Linked DNA regions of Zea mays: all the other regions are linked to region 4. Evidence: chromatin contacts called from public Hi-C data. All regions are on one chromosome and are shown on one strand. The core of a region is the stretch at or near the end of the contact, and the rest is flanking DNA. Distances in the headings are between cores, read along the strand shown.

What was found. Hi-C and Micro-C count contacts between places; a contact is called where the count stands out from the background.
Region 1: a Hi-C map of ear shows a contact between it and region 4, with 5 times the contacts expected there. The contact joins the promoter of LOC100217092 here to the promoter of LOC100192480 in region 4. A contact is called at or near these places in 2 of 25 Hi-C or Micro-C datasets (both in ear).
Region 2: a contact with region 4 is called in a Hi-C map of ear, with 2.0 times the contacts expected there. The contact joins the promoter of LOC100272368 here to the promoter of LOC100192480 in region 4. A contact is called at or near these places in 3 of 25 Hi-C or Micro-C datasets (ear, leaf and tassel).
Region 3: a contact with region 4 is called in a Hi-C map of ear, with 4 times the contacts expected there. The contact joins the promoter of LOC103632922 here to the promoter of LOC100192480 in region 4. A contact is called at or near these places in 12 of 25 Hi-C or Micro-C datasets (bundle sheath, ear, endosperm and 5 more) and 1 of 3 datasets of contacts at active chromatin or transcription factors (leaf).

Annotation. Positions count from the first base shown.
Region 1 is chr7:137,203,018-137,206,500 of Zm-B73-REFERENCE-NAM-5.0, forward strand. LOC100217092 (nuclear ribonuclease Z) reads right to left here and starts at 2,148. Exons shown (of 10, transcript NM_001143461.1): 1 at 1,674-2,148; 2 at 1,314-1,476; 3 at 1,166-1,236; 4 at 977-1,072; 5 at 780-893; 6 at 545-613; 7 at 351-425; 8 at 206-253. The coding sequence starts at 2,069.
Region 2 is chr7:137,152,326-137,155,897 of Zm-B73-REFERENCE-NAM-5.0, forward strand. LOC100272368 reads left to right here and starts at 1,941. Exons shown (of 3, transcript NM_001310034.1): 1 at 1,941-2,151; 2 at 2,312-2,734. The coding sequence starts at 2,026.
Region 3 is chr7:136,783,465-136,786,962 of Zm-B73-REFERENCE-NAM-5.0, forward strand. It overlaps LOC103632922 (aspartyl protease family protein At5g10770), which reads left to right and starts at 2,047. Exons shown (of 2, transcript XM_008654634.4): 1 at 2,047-2,348; 2 at 3,199-3,498. The coding sequence starts at 2,177.
Region 4 is chr7:136,988,626-136,992,091 of Zm-B73-REFERENCE-NAM-5.0, forward strand. It overlaps LOC100192480, which reads left to right and starts at 1,791. Exons shown (of 21, transcript NM_001137700.2): 1 at 1,791-2,111.

The sequences.
Region 1 (3,483 bases), core at 898-3,397, 210 kb after region 4:
ATAAATAATAATGGAATTACAGTTGAGCACACAACAGACATATCTATAAGTACTTAAGTAGGCACCTTTTTTTCTTTAACAAATTAATCGGTTCCTGATGTTAACATACATTCAGTAAATCAGGGCTAGAAAGAGAAACACAAGCTGTTCTACTTATATACACTTATCTATAATCAGATTTGAAGCCTTCTGTTAGAGCAACAACCTTTGAATTTAGCTTAGGTTGTAGCCTGGAAACAGCCTGGCGAATATCCTACAAAATCATAATTTGGGTCAGATTAGTGGTGCAATTGACAATGGTTTGGGTCAGATTAGTGACCATTGACAAATTTCATGGGTTGGCTACATACCTCAAGACTATATCGATTTGAGAAATGAGTGAGTACGATTGTTTCGTTCCTGAACCACTGGAAATGCTCCATTATCTATACACGACATAGTGGGTGTCAGTTAGCAACTAAAACAGTAATAATTTCTTATATTCATCAGGAGTTCCAAAAGCCTCATCGGCAGGTTGAGGGAGTAATGGCACATAAATTGTCACCTCAGAAAGATGCATGTGGCCATGTTCCCTAGCATGCTCAACATCAACATGGTCATCTAGGAACGTTGCCTGAAGAGTGCAAAACTATGTTGGTACCAATAATAAAAAAACGCGAAGAACTTCAAATTGTTCTTCATGTTTCATATTTGAAGTACATCTGATGAACAGGCTAGTGCAATTATTTCTTCATTTACAGTATGTAAGAACAAATACTGGATGTGTAAAGACACAATACCTCAGTTATGAGAACCTTTGCTCTCAAGGCATCTGCATTTCTTGGGTCAAGAATAAAATCAGACTTTGTATCTCCTGTGAAGGCAACTTCTGGGTACAGTATGGTATCCGTAATCTAATATTAAAACATGTTGTGAATACCATGTGGGAGATATTCCTAAGCAATAGGGTCCAGTTTCAAAGCACCTCACAGCTCACCTCGGTTCCTGATTGCTTCAGTTTCATTATTTGACTACCCTTCAAATGAGCATACTGTTTTTTCAACTTTCTTCGAATAGAGTAGATGACATAACCCTTTACACCGTTCATGGGATGGATAATATCAATAGGCATTAAATCGTGACAAATAACAAAAAATAAATGTCTGCTAGCTCTAAGAAGAAGTACCTGGCTGGGTATAGTGTGGTACGTTTGAAATGGCCTGGCAACAAGATCATTACGTATTTCATATGTCTCTCCTGAAAGAAGTCGTTGCATTATAAGGAAACAAACAAGCAGCAAAAAATACAAATCAGTAATGAAGCAATATCCATACCCAAATCTAGTGCAACTAATTCAACTTTTAGCTCAATTTGACTCGTTCTACGATGGACTTGAAGCAGATCCTCGACATCATCCCTGATGCAGGGTGGTACAAACACAGTAGGAGGCTTCAAGTTGTAGAGGCCACGGGTAGCTATGTACATTGGAAGACCACCCTGCACGATCAGCACAGCAGAAATTGATGTGGTATTGTGGTAATCATCAGTGCGTCATTAATAGTTTTATAGTAGTTTTGTAAGAGCTGGACTTAGCAATGGCGCATGTAAACCTTAGGTGTTAGAGGTGTATAAGCAAACAAAGCAAAAGCAGAAATAGAGCCTGCAAATATGAAAACAGGGCCCGTGGCGCTCACGATGTGGTCGAGGTGGGCGTGGGTGATAAAGAGATAGTCCTGGCTGACGGCGAACTGCGGCCCGCGGCCGATGTCGAACGCCACGTTCAGCGACGGCACGGTGATGCAGGTCTCGTGCCCGCCCACCGAGATCCCTTCGATGGCGTACCCTTCCACCTCCACGCCCTTGCGCTGCACCTGGGCGCGCGCGCGCCGGTACTCCTCCTCGTCCGCCATCGCGCGGTCCAACACCGACAGAAGCCCAGCCCCCTTGCTTCCGCCTCTGCGGCTGCCGCTGGTGGCGGTGGAGGACTCCACTGGCTTCCTAGCGGCGAGGATCTGGAACCGGGGGCCATGGGCAGAGGTGCGGGAGAGGACACGGAGCGATGGGAGGGAGAAGAGAGAGGCGGTAACCATTTACAAGCTGCGAATTCGGGAGGCGGGATGAACGGTGGCGAGTCGCCGATGGCGAGAGTCGGGACCGCGGGGTTCTGGGTTTTGGACTCGGTGAGACGGTGAGCTCCAGAGCATGCTGGAGGATAACGAGTTGTATTTGCATCGCCGCCCCTGTATTGTTGCAATATCTGCTAGCCTCGCTGTAGTTGAGTGCATATCGTTACACCGTTAGTTTAAGGGAAATTTGGATCCATACCATTAAAAGATCACCACTTTGGATCCATACCATTACTATCTCACTTACAAATGGGTCCACATGAGTCAATGACATGTGGAGTCCATGGTATATATCTAAAGTTTGGATCTTTTAATGGTATAGATCCAATTGTTCCTTAGTTTAAATATATGACGAGATTAAGTAAGTTGGTGTAGGTAGTCGTACACCGTCTCCAACAAGACCTATATTTACGCCATGCTTATAGTGCCAAGGGGGCATGACAACAGAGTCTCAATAATAACAACCCACGTATCAGAAAGGATAAGACAACACGTCTAGTACATACTCATACATGATGGAGGGTGACACAAGCGCATTGATGAAAGATAAAGGTGTACTGAACACGAACCTCAACCTGTCGGTGTTTCGGACCCGGGGGACCCTCAACCGGACCGACTAGTGAATTTGTTGCTGCGTGTCCCTGCCCAGATGGTTTGATGCAAGATGGAACATAAGAGGGAAATAATGCTTATGTTATCTTGCACCGGGGTGCTCGTAGTAGGGGTTACAAGCGTTACGGGAGAGCGAGAACGAGAGAGAGAAAAAGAGAGGGTTCGACCTTGAGGCGAGCTGTCTGAGGCTGCCTCTACCGCGTCTCTCCTACTCTGCCTGCCTCCGCTCGTCTGCATCGCGCGTCCGTGTGTTCGTACGTCGCGCGTTCGTCTCTCCCCCTCCCGCTCCTCCCTTTCCATGGGGCCCTGGACATCCCTTTTTATAGATACAAGGAGATGCCCAGCTGTACAATGGGGGTGTAGCTATGTGCTAACGTGGCTGGCAGGGAAGTGCCTTGAGCCCTGTACAGGTAATAACGTGGCCGTCGGAGAAGTGCCTTGAGCCCTGTAGATGTACCAACGTGGCCGTCGGAGAAGTGCCTTGTGCCCTGTAGAAGCATAGCTGGCGGTGCGGCATGGATCTTGCTGACGTTTCCTTGCTTCTGTAGGGGGTTTGAGAGCACCCGACGTCATGGGCGCACACGGGGAACCATCATTACCTGTTACCGGAGTAACTTAGATGGGACACTGGTCTTGTTCCTTCGTAGCCTGAGGCGGCTAGCTAGGGGTAGGGTAATGATGGGTCCCTAGTAGCGTAGTTGATACGGGGCCGAGGTCGGGCGAGGCGACGACTCCTCTGAGGCCGAGGCCCAGGGTCGGGTGAGGC
Region 2 (3,572 bases), core at 691-3,190, 160 kb after region 4:
AGCAGGAGAAAAATCTTGCCATAACTGTGACTTCAAACCAAACATATGTCTAACTTGACCAAACTTGTCTAATTTTATACATGCCAAGATGTGATAAGGTAGCCAACAAACTAAATATCTACTACTTATTAAGACAGTAAGGGGTAGGCTGTCATTTCGTGTTCTGCCATTCCCATTCCCCCCTCCTCGCAAAGCCTATTCCCATACCCGGCTGCCATTCCCAGTTCATTCCCATTCCCACGTGCATCCCACGAAGCTCATTCCCATTCCCACGTGCATCTCACGCCTAGCTAATATTAAATTAAAAACAAAAATGTGACCCCAATGTGATTCGAACCCGTGACCCTTCAAGCAAATATGTTTGTAGCTACCAATACACTACATGTGTGTTTATGTCAATATCTATTATAGTAAAAATATCTACTACATCTCTCCCAAAGCGCACCTGCTACCCTTGCACAATGTGTAGTAGTAGATAATTATCAACGAGATTCCTGAATTATATTTTTGGATAGAGGGAGTAGTATTTAAATAAGAGTCTTGCATGCAATTTCTTTTGTTTGAATAACGTTTTCAACTTAAATTCCTTTTTTATATGTGTGACATTTATTCTCCGTAATATTTTTTTCCATAGATCAGACTTGTGAGTCATTTTCATAAACCAACGCCAAAGATGAATCCATGTTTTTTACTTGGAAATCCCGAACAAACACCACTAGCAGGAGGCGCTAGCGTTGGCGTCGCTCATCAATGACGAGAAGAAGTTTGGCGACTGCCAGTTCGACCTTTGGAAACAGTCATACGTGGCTGCATGCGCCGCTGTGTTCGGCAAGCTCCGGCGCAGACGCCGCTTGGACGCGGTCCAGAGCGGCTGCACCACGCTGTCCATCTTCAAACAGGGGGCCTCATGGTCGTCACCAACGTCGGCGACTCTCGAGTTGTTCTGGGCACTGCATCCGATGACGTAGCCGTCACGCCATCCAGCTCATCATTCACCTGAAGCTCAATATGCCACGTAAGTCGCTACTGATCGGCCATGAATTCTTGTGTGTTGGGACGACGGTCGTTGCTGACGTTGTGTGAGTATCCTCGAATAAGATGTATGTAGAGGAGTAGCACATCCGGTAGTGCAACGGCTAGATGTACTACCTCGCTGATGAGTCCGGGGTGCACTTCGTTTGGCAGCCCAGCCAAGAGTCATCGTTACTTGCCATGTCGTGCGCGTTCGACGACTATTATATCAAGGACTGTGGCGTCATCTTGGCGCCAGAGGTGACACAGAGGAGGACCGATAACAATGACCACTCGCCATCGTCGGGGTAGCTTTTGTGCCGGCCTGCCTTTAATTCTCTTCGCGAACACATACACTTGTTTTTTTGTTTAAGCAAGCGTGTATGGTGGTGCGTACCTGATGACTGACAATTTACGAGGGAATTTGTACGGGCAGGTGTGGCACGTGCTTTTCAATGATGAGACCATGCAAATCGTGACATATATCGAAGTCTGTATGATACTGATAGTTGCAATGTAGCAGTGAAACAGTTAAATTAAAATAATAAAATTTGTATATGACTAGGATTACAAATGAATTATGAAACATTTTTTATAACAATATAAGATACATTTTATATATAAGTTATCATATTATTATATGTTCCCGTTATAACGCACGGGCAATCACCTATAGCCCCTTTGATTCTCTAGTCTCGCGATCTCGCCGGCTTCTAGGCCCATGTCGAACCTTCCGGAAGCGCAAATGATACCCTCCACTCCTCCAGCAGCGAGGCCCATCCGCCCATGCCGAACCTCCCGGAAGCGCAAATGGCACTCCAGCACCAGCGAACGAGTCTGGGTCTATGTCGAACTTTCTAGAAGCGCGGCGCCAAATAAATACCCCACTACCTCAATCCTCGCTGCCCCTCTCGATTCGGAAAACCTCCAAGGCTCCAACCCTAGCCGCGATCCGACAACGCCTCCATCCCTAGCCGACTGCTGCAAGCTTCAGAGCTCAAGAGTCAGGGCGCCATGGCGACAGAGACGGAGACCTTCGCCTTTCAGGCTGAGATCAACCAGCTGCTCTCACTCATCATCAACACCTTCTATTCCAACAAGGAGATCTTCCTCCGGGAGCTCATTTCCAACTCTTCCGATGTAAGTCCGCCCCGTTAAGTCGAAGTCTGGGTGCATCTTAGTGTGTTAGTGTTTGGGCGGTAACTTGTGCTATGGTGTGATTACACACTGCGGTTAATACTGTTTCTGACGCTTGATTTTGCGCTCCTACTTGGTGCTGTTTTTTGTGCGACTTCTGCAGGCGTTGGACAAAATCAGGTTCGAGAGCCTCACTGACAAGAGCAAGCTCGATGCGCAGCCGGAGCTGTTCATCCACATTGTACCAGACAAGGCTTCGAACACGCTCTCCATCATCGACAGCGGCATCGGCATGACCAAGTCCGACCTTGTCAACAACCTCGGTACCATCGCCAGGTCCGGGACCAAGGAGTTCATGGAAGCCCTTGCTGCTGGCGCTGATGTGTCTATGATTGGGCAGTTCGGTGTCGGTTTCTACTCTGCCTACCTCGTCGCCGAGAGGGTCGTCGTGACCACCAAGCATAACGATGACGAGCAGTACGTGTGGGAATCCCAGGCGGGCGGGTCGTTCACTGTTACTCGTGACACGTCTGGGGAGCAGCTTGGCAGGGGTACTAAGATTACACTTTTCCTCAAGGAAGATCAGGTATGCAGGAAGCTGGATCAATCAAAGCTCGTTATTATGGTATCTGTTGCATTGCTTGATGTAATCTGTTCTAATTGCATAACCCAAGTATGCCTGTGTTTCATCTAGCTATCTTTTAACTATCCTGTACAACTGGTACTGATAGTACTTCAGGACTTCTGGTTACTGGGAATGCTTCTGTTTTCATACTAGATAGACTATATAGATTACTGTTGTGCCTGATGTTATCTACTAGTCCTAAGATGGTAAAATTTATGAAAAATATAGGCTTTTGGTGAAGTTGACTTATGGATGCGAGCACCACTTGCTTTGGTTCATCACGTTGACCCAAAATTTGCTAAAATTGAAAAATGTCATCACTATCTCATTAGTTAGCTGATCTGAAATAATCCATCCATGGGTAGAGCACTTACATCGGGTATTGTTTCTTATGGCTTATTACATGGCTTGTCTACATTTGATACATCATATGCACATTGGGGATGAAATCATTTTTGGGTACTTGTACTGAATTACTGATTAGGGGAAACAGTTCAACATGATCTTCTGCAAATTGTGATATTAATTAGAAGCCAACTTTCTTATCATGGAGATGTCCCTGCGAATTAGCACATGTGCATACCTAACACAGCATCCAAGTTTGTTCAACAACTGTGTTATTACTAGTTGGCCACTTGGTATTTTTTTTTGTTTTAAAATGAACGTGCAATTGAGTAAAGCAGGGATGTATATTTATTTTTATGCTTGCTTTGCTGTATCCATTATATTATATATACTGAATGTTCATTGGAGTGTCCTGTAAAGAAAATAAATTGGTTAATTATTTCTAGGGCTCTTA
Region 3 (3,498 bases), core at 797-3,296, 200 kb before region 4:
GCAAAAGAGAAGGGGCATACCGTAGCCCCACCAGTACAATGTAAATATAGTGTTGAAGCCTACTATGACCTAGTTCTCTTCGAGCTTGGAATAGGCCGGTCATATAGTTGATTATGATGAGATTTGTTATACCTTTTAAAAAACTTTAAATTCAATATGTCGCTATGGCATAAGGCGTCAAACTCGGTGGCAAAATCTATGGTGCCAAATTCAGCATGATAGATTATAGTGTCGAGGTGATGCTACATCACTTCTACGATGATAAATCGGTAGAGGGATCTTGATATTGTGATATACGAAGATAAACCTTATAATCTCTGTGAGCTGATGTACATGGTTAAACCGGACTTTTTATTCTCTTAAATAAAATGTCTAAAAGTATTTTTTTTGTTAGGGCTACAATATATAAAAAAATCAACACGGAGCGCGCTTGTATGCCTCAATAAATGTTGGTCTACATTTGGGAATTACGAGATCTTATTTCTTCTCTCGCTTGCACGCAGTTCATCACAGGTTCACGCCCCTCCGTCCGTCGATCACAATTCACAACCCGATAAGGCAACGACGCAAGCGGAATGGAGCACTAGAACTCTAATCTTCTAAAAAAAAGGTATAGAACTCTAGAACATTCAGACGTCTTCGTTTGTTTCCTCTCAGAAAGTCGGGTCCGGCTCCGCGAACGAATCTAATCTTCTCGAGCTTACTGTGTTTGAAAGAAAAGAAAAACGTGAGAAAACACTGGCCGTCCATCCAGTGCTAGTCGCGTAGTAGGCGCGCTTTTGCCGGTTAGGTACAAGACGACGTAGAGGTAGAGCTGCTTTTCTAGCTCGATTTGTTTTGGGCAACCGCAAGCCTGATTGGGCCAGCTAGCTCATGCCACGGCAACCACGAGCAGGCGCTGCCTTTTTCCTCGCGCTGTCGTGCTCGTGCACGCATATCAGCGCATCCATGTCTGAAGGTACGCGTCGCGTCGAACAAAGCTTTCGAGTTCTAAACACCCCCGCGCCGCCGCTGACCATAATCCTATTGTTACATTCGTGTTTCATCCCGGTACCGGTACGCACGGCTGTCACATAGGTCACGGAGTCCCTACCTGCTGCTTGTCATGCAGCTGAGGAGCACTGGTGCGCTCGCGTGTCCGATTCAGCGTCCTGTTCCCAAAGGATGAAAGGAATGCGACTCCCTCCCTACCCTAGTTCGCGCGGCTCTGGCAGTCCCTACTAGTGCTTCTCTGTACTGTACCCCGGCTTGGATCAGCGTACGTACGTAACCGCTGCACTGATGACCCACGCACGGCACGATCGTGGCAGCGACGCGTCGAAGGAAGTCACGGCGCCATGATTACGGTCACCATCTCATGCGATGCGCCGTGGCTCACCGCGCACCTCGGCGCGGGTAGAGGCATCCGGCCTCGACGACGCCTTTTCCGACTAGGTGGTGGACCGTGGACGACATGAAAGCTACTGTACGTCCTCATCATCCGTGGGCAGCACGAGCACTCACTCGGACCCATTCGCCACCGGCCGCCGCGGTCGTCGCTGTCGACGGGGATACATAGGATCTCGACGGCTCCAAGGCGGAGTGCTGTCATTTTCTCTCCCCCCTACACCGAACGCGTCCCGGTCGGTCTAAGCGAATCGAGGAGGGAGGAAGAGTGAGTGATCAGGCCGGGCCGGGCCGGGGACGACGCGCCGTCTTCAGGTGCGTCGTGCGGGGTAAAAACGCGTCGTGCATAGTTGACGCGCGCGCCCGCGACGCCTGCCGGCCCGCTTTCAGACTCCTTCACTTCCGTAGAGGCGCGTCGCGTGCGCGCGGAGTGCGGACGACGACCCCGCCCGGCACTGGTTCCGCTTCCGCCGCCCTGCCATGTTTTCGTCTGGTCCGTCGCCTCCGTACGTCGCTCGGTGACTGCCTGGGTGAGGTCGCGCGGCCGTTGGGTTGGGTGGGCCCGTCCTTGCGCGCGTGTGCGTGTGGCGCACGGCCTAATTTTTGCGCACGGCCGTAGACTTTGATGCGGTGCGGCACGAAACACACTTGAGGTCGCGCGGCTGGGCAACAAGCAGTCAAGCGCTAGTATTATATATATAAGCAGCGTCCCGTCGTCTATCTCGGAGTCGACCGGAGTGATTAGCGAGCGATAGCAGGTGGCTAATAGAGAGCCCCAGTCCAGTCCCCCATGGCGTCCGTGACGCGGCGCGCTCTGTCCCGTGGCTGCTGCCTCGCGGCTGTGCTCGCGCTAGCAGTTGTCGCGTCAGTGGCGGCGGAGGACGAGACCACCAGCGGGCCGAGCTGGCACGTCGTCAGCGTCACCGCCATGCTGCCGAGCGCGGACTGCACGCCTGCGAGAGGTAGGCTTCTCGTCTGTCTGTTGCTATTTCTCCTCCTTGCACTGCTGATCTTTTTGGGTTTCGGTGCTATGGAAACTGCTACCGTGCTATGGTCGGCATTGCCATTATCACCCTTGAACCCAAAGGATGCACGGTTAGGTTAGCAGTGCGACGATGCGTGGATTGCAGGATACGGCTGATATGTCTAGACAACTATACTGTATTCTTTGATCACCATGGAGATACACAAACTATATAATATAAACAGAAGAGTGGAAGGTGTATTTTTGGGTTCTGGCCGGAGTTCCCAACGGTTGTACCAGGCAGTATCTTGAGTTTGGTACCTTTTTTTTTTGTCGTCTTCTCTTCGATCCAAGTGGACACGCTAGGTATAAATGTACTTCCGAATAGGAGAAGAAGTCTCTACACGGGATTCCTAGTATTTCCTAGACATTGGTCAACCAAGTACATATACGTACGCACGCTATAACGTAGATAAAGAAACTGTAAGTATGTGTAAATCCTATCGTTAGACACTCGGACCAGATAGCTTAGCTTTATGCCTAAGTCAACATTTTGACAAGCAAGTTGGTTATATTGCACACTTGCAGCACTAACTAATCCTGTTGCTGTTCGGTACACACCACACCACACGACACGACAGTTGCACAAAGGGAACTTTTTGATGTGACCATCCAACCAAAAAAGACCAAATTAAGAAGTGCTCCCAAAAGAATTGCAAACACAGAATTGTATCGTCGTCCGTTGTTAACTGAAAGAATGATTCGGTTGGTATTGCGCGGTTGCTGCTGTGATCTCTCTCTCTTGTCAAACTCAAACACTACAGCAATAACCGGTGTATATCATGCAGCGGCATCAAACTCGTCGGCCCTCAGTGTGGTGCACCGGCACGGCCCATGCTCGCCGCTGCTGGCACGGGGCGGCGAGCCGTCTCACGCGGAGATCCTAGACAGGGACCAGGACAGGGTCGACTCAATCCACCGCATGACCGCTGGCCCGTGGACGGCCGGCCAGTCCAGCGCCTCCAAGGGCGTGTCCCTGCCGGCGCACAGGGGCCTCCGCCTCGGCACGGCCAATTACATCGTCTCGGTTGGCCTCGGGACGCCCAGGAGGGACCTGTTGGTGGTGTTCGACACCGGCAGCGACCTCT
Region 4 (3,466 bases), core at 541-3,040:
CCATAATTCAGTCGATTAACAACGCGACCTGATTGATGCGTGTGAGTACCCAATATATCATTTAATTGTTCGGCGTGATTACGAAAGCTCAACACAACCCAAATATTTAGAGCGATTTAAATATGTGCAATATAGCCTTCACATGCAGTGTAATAATTTTCTGCTAATTATTTACTATGAAAAATAAGAGCAGAAAAAATAAATTGCTTGAGCATAACACATTAGATATAAAAAACAATTTTCCATTTTAAACATGCTTTATTTTATTGGTAATCTAGAACATGATATAAATAAAATAAATAAATGGAGGCTTTTCTTTTGTTAGCTGATTTTTCTCTATTTTTTTCTCAGCCGCTCCTACTGGAGCACTGGTGCATGTGGCTTCTGGCCTATGCAGGTTCCACTGCCCCATCCGAGCATGCAGCTCCTTCAACGGAAAGAGAAGGACGCCGCTATGCATGGCTTTTTTTCGCTATGGCAACAGGTGGAGGGAGATGTGCGCCATCTTTTATGCACATTACCGTGTGCATGCATGCATGCAAATTTGCATTCTAGCAGCCACAGTGGTCCGGTACTTTTTTTCGCGGCGAGCTGTTACTGTATGCGGCTTGCCCAGGAATCTCGCGAGAAACACGGATGGCTCAACTGTATCCCGTTGACGATCCCTTGGGAACTGGATCTGGACTGTAGCACGAGCACTCAGCTTTTGTCCTACGAGCTCTCTCTCTATGATTCAAGAACTCTAGGGTAGAAACACTTGTCGTAGAAATTGTTTGCATGAGTTTTATCCAATCAAATCCATATGCCATTTGTTAATGCGGGTGCATGCAAGTGCTAGTACATGGAGCCGAGGTAGTAGAGAGTAAACTCATATACAGCTTCATATCCAATCTATAAATTTCATACCATGTTAGAGAGTAAACTCATATACAGTTTCATATCCAATTTATAAATTTCATACCATGTTTCTTGATTCAGCGAACGAAAACAAAGTCTGTCGTGTAGGACAGTTCGGCTAGACCGGGGACCTACCGGCTTGATGGAGAGTCGGTGCAGATCGGCTTCGCAGTAACGTCGAGGTAGAGCGTGCTGATAACGTATTGAGAACTACGTTACCACGGATCACCAGATCCGCTCCCTTCCTTCTCGCCAGCAGTAGAGGCGTAAGAAGCTGTAGAGAATCCGTCTCCCTTTCCATAAGCACGACAGAGAAAACACATGAAACAAGATATAGGGTTGAGCCTCTGGCCTCTTTCTGATCTCTGTATTATGAGATGGTGTACAGGTTCCTTATATAGAGATGTGAGACCCCTCATGAACGAAGCAAATATTTACACATATAACCCTAACTAAGGTTACTTAATAAATTATACATGTGAGTCATATCCTGCATGGGTCGATACAAAATAACATATTTTGATGCTATAAACCTACATCCATTTATAAACTCAAAATTATTGTATCTAACTAGTACTCCCTCCGTCCCAAGATATAAGGCGTAACCACTTTTTATTCTTGTCCCACAATATAAGGCGTGCTCTCTCTATACATACGTATATCGATGCAGTGGTCTAGAGACAATTAAATGCATTTCTTGGTCTTTGAACCAGAGGTGGTTACGCCTTATATACTGAGACGGAGGGAGTAACTAGTTAGCATGGTGAGCATGCGCATGGATGTACATCCATCCAATCAGGCTGATTGTGGAGGCCCACATCCAAGTCCTAAATCAAGTCCGTTGGACCAGAAGAGAACGCACCCATGATCATCCCGTCTCCCCTCCACTCGTCTCTCCGTTCGGCCGTGTCCAGTCTCCAGTCCGCAACGGAAGGAGAGGAGGCGTCGAGGGAAAATCGCGCCAACCGGGCCGAACGAATCGTCGGAAGGCCGGGGAGGAGGTCTAGAAGGTGTGGGAATGGCGACGGGGCTTGCCTTGGCGGCGGCGCCTCATGTTGCTTCGGTCACGGGATCGGGGACAGTGGAGGAGCAGGCGGCGGGGGTCGGCATCTTGCTTCAGATATCAATGCTCGTGCTCTCGTTCGTGCTCGGGCATATCCTGCGCCGCCGAAAGTTCTACTACATCCCCGAGGCCAGCGGCTCACTCCTGATCGGTCCGTACGCGTACCCCGTCCGCCATCTTGATCCTCGTAGTTTTGTCTGCTAGAATATTGAGACGCCGATCAGCAAATTCGGTCGGAGCTGTGGATTCTATAATTCAAGTCATCGGGGGATGGTAAGCTAAAGGTGCCGGATAAGTTGGGGTTTGGGGATGTTGAGTCCGGCTATGACAAATGCGAGCTGCGACGTGACGCGTTCGGCCAAATCAAATGTTCAACTGGCATAAGAGACTTCAGTTTTCTTTTATTTGAGAGAGAGGACTGAGGATATGAGAGTGTTTTTAAGGGGTCCTTGGGTTCGATGAAAAAAAAGCACCATACTGTATGGTTTCATGTTTCTGATTCTATTATCATGGCGTGTCAATAGCTATAATTTGTCCGTGCTTTTGGAGGAGAGCAAACGAGCCTGCACCTTGGCATTTTTCACTTAATTATAAGCATGCTTGTTATCCTGATCAGCTATCTTGTTGCTGCTAGAAACTGATTTAGTTTTTATGACAAGTGAGGGTTTAAGATGAAATGTGACATTTGGATGGATTGTCATATAACTAATGGCCCGTTTAGTTTCTTTAGTCAAGTACTAAAGTTAGTTAGGGGAATAAAATTTAGTCTCTATCCTGTTTGGTTGTAGGGATTAAAAGTATTCAAAACGAATTAAATAAACCATAAGAGGACCAAAATACCCCTTAGCATTCTCTTGTCATTAGTGCAAATAAAGTAAAGGAGGGGCAAAAGGTGAAATTAATATGATTTAATTTCTTTTAGTCACCTCTTAAGAGACTAGAGACTAAAACAATTTAGTCTCTGTTTTAGTCCCACCGTTTGACAATTTAGGGACTAAATGACACTAAAATGGAGGGACTAATCTTTAGTCCCTCAAACCAAACGGGGCCTAAGACTATCTATTTTCTATCTACTAACATTAATAATAGAACCTCTAGTAAGATGAGTCACTTTTAGAGTCAGGCAATACATTTGAGTCTACGTTCACTTTCACACTACAGTTACTAGATATTTGGTCAGTAAGTTAATGGCACATAAAACATGTGGGACGACTTTTTTCCTGTTCCTGGTAATTTTCCTGATAATAACGTTGTTCTAACGAAATTGAATGCTGATTTTCTGCATTTTTCCTAAAACAGTTGTATGCTTCATGTGACACGTGTTAGGTCACTTGTTAGGACTCAGGAGTTAATGTGTTTACCTAGAAACCTAACACAAGCACTCATATAGTTGATAGCCATGCTCATGAGTTGCCAAGTTGATTATATCGACTTACTTTTCTTGATAATATGAATTACTGAGGGCCTTTAGGAGCTTTTCCTTTGTTATTTTATTAAGGCATGTGC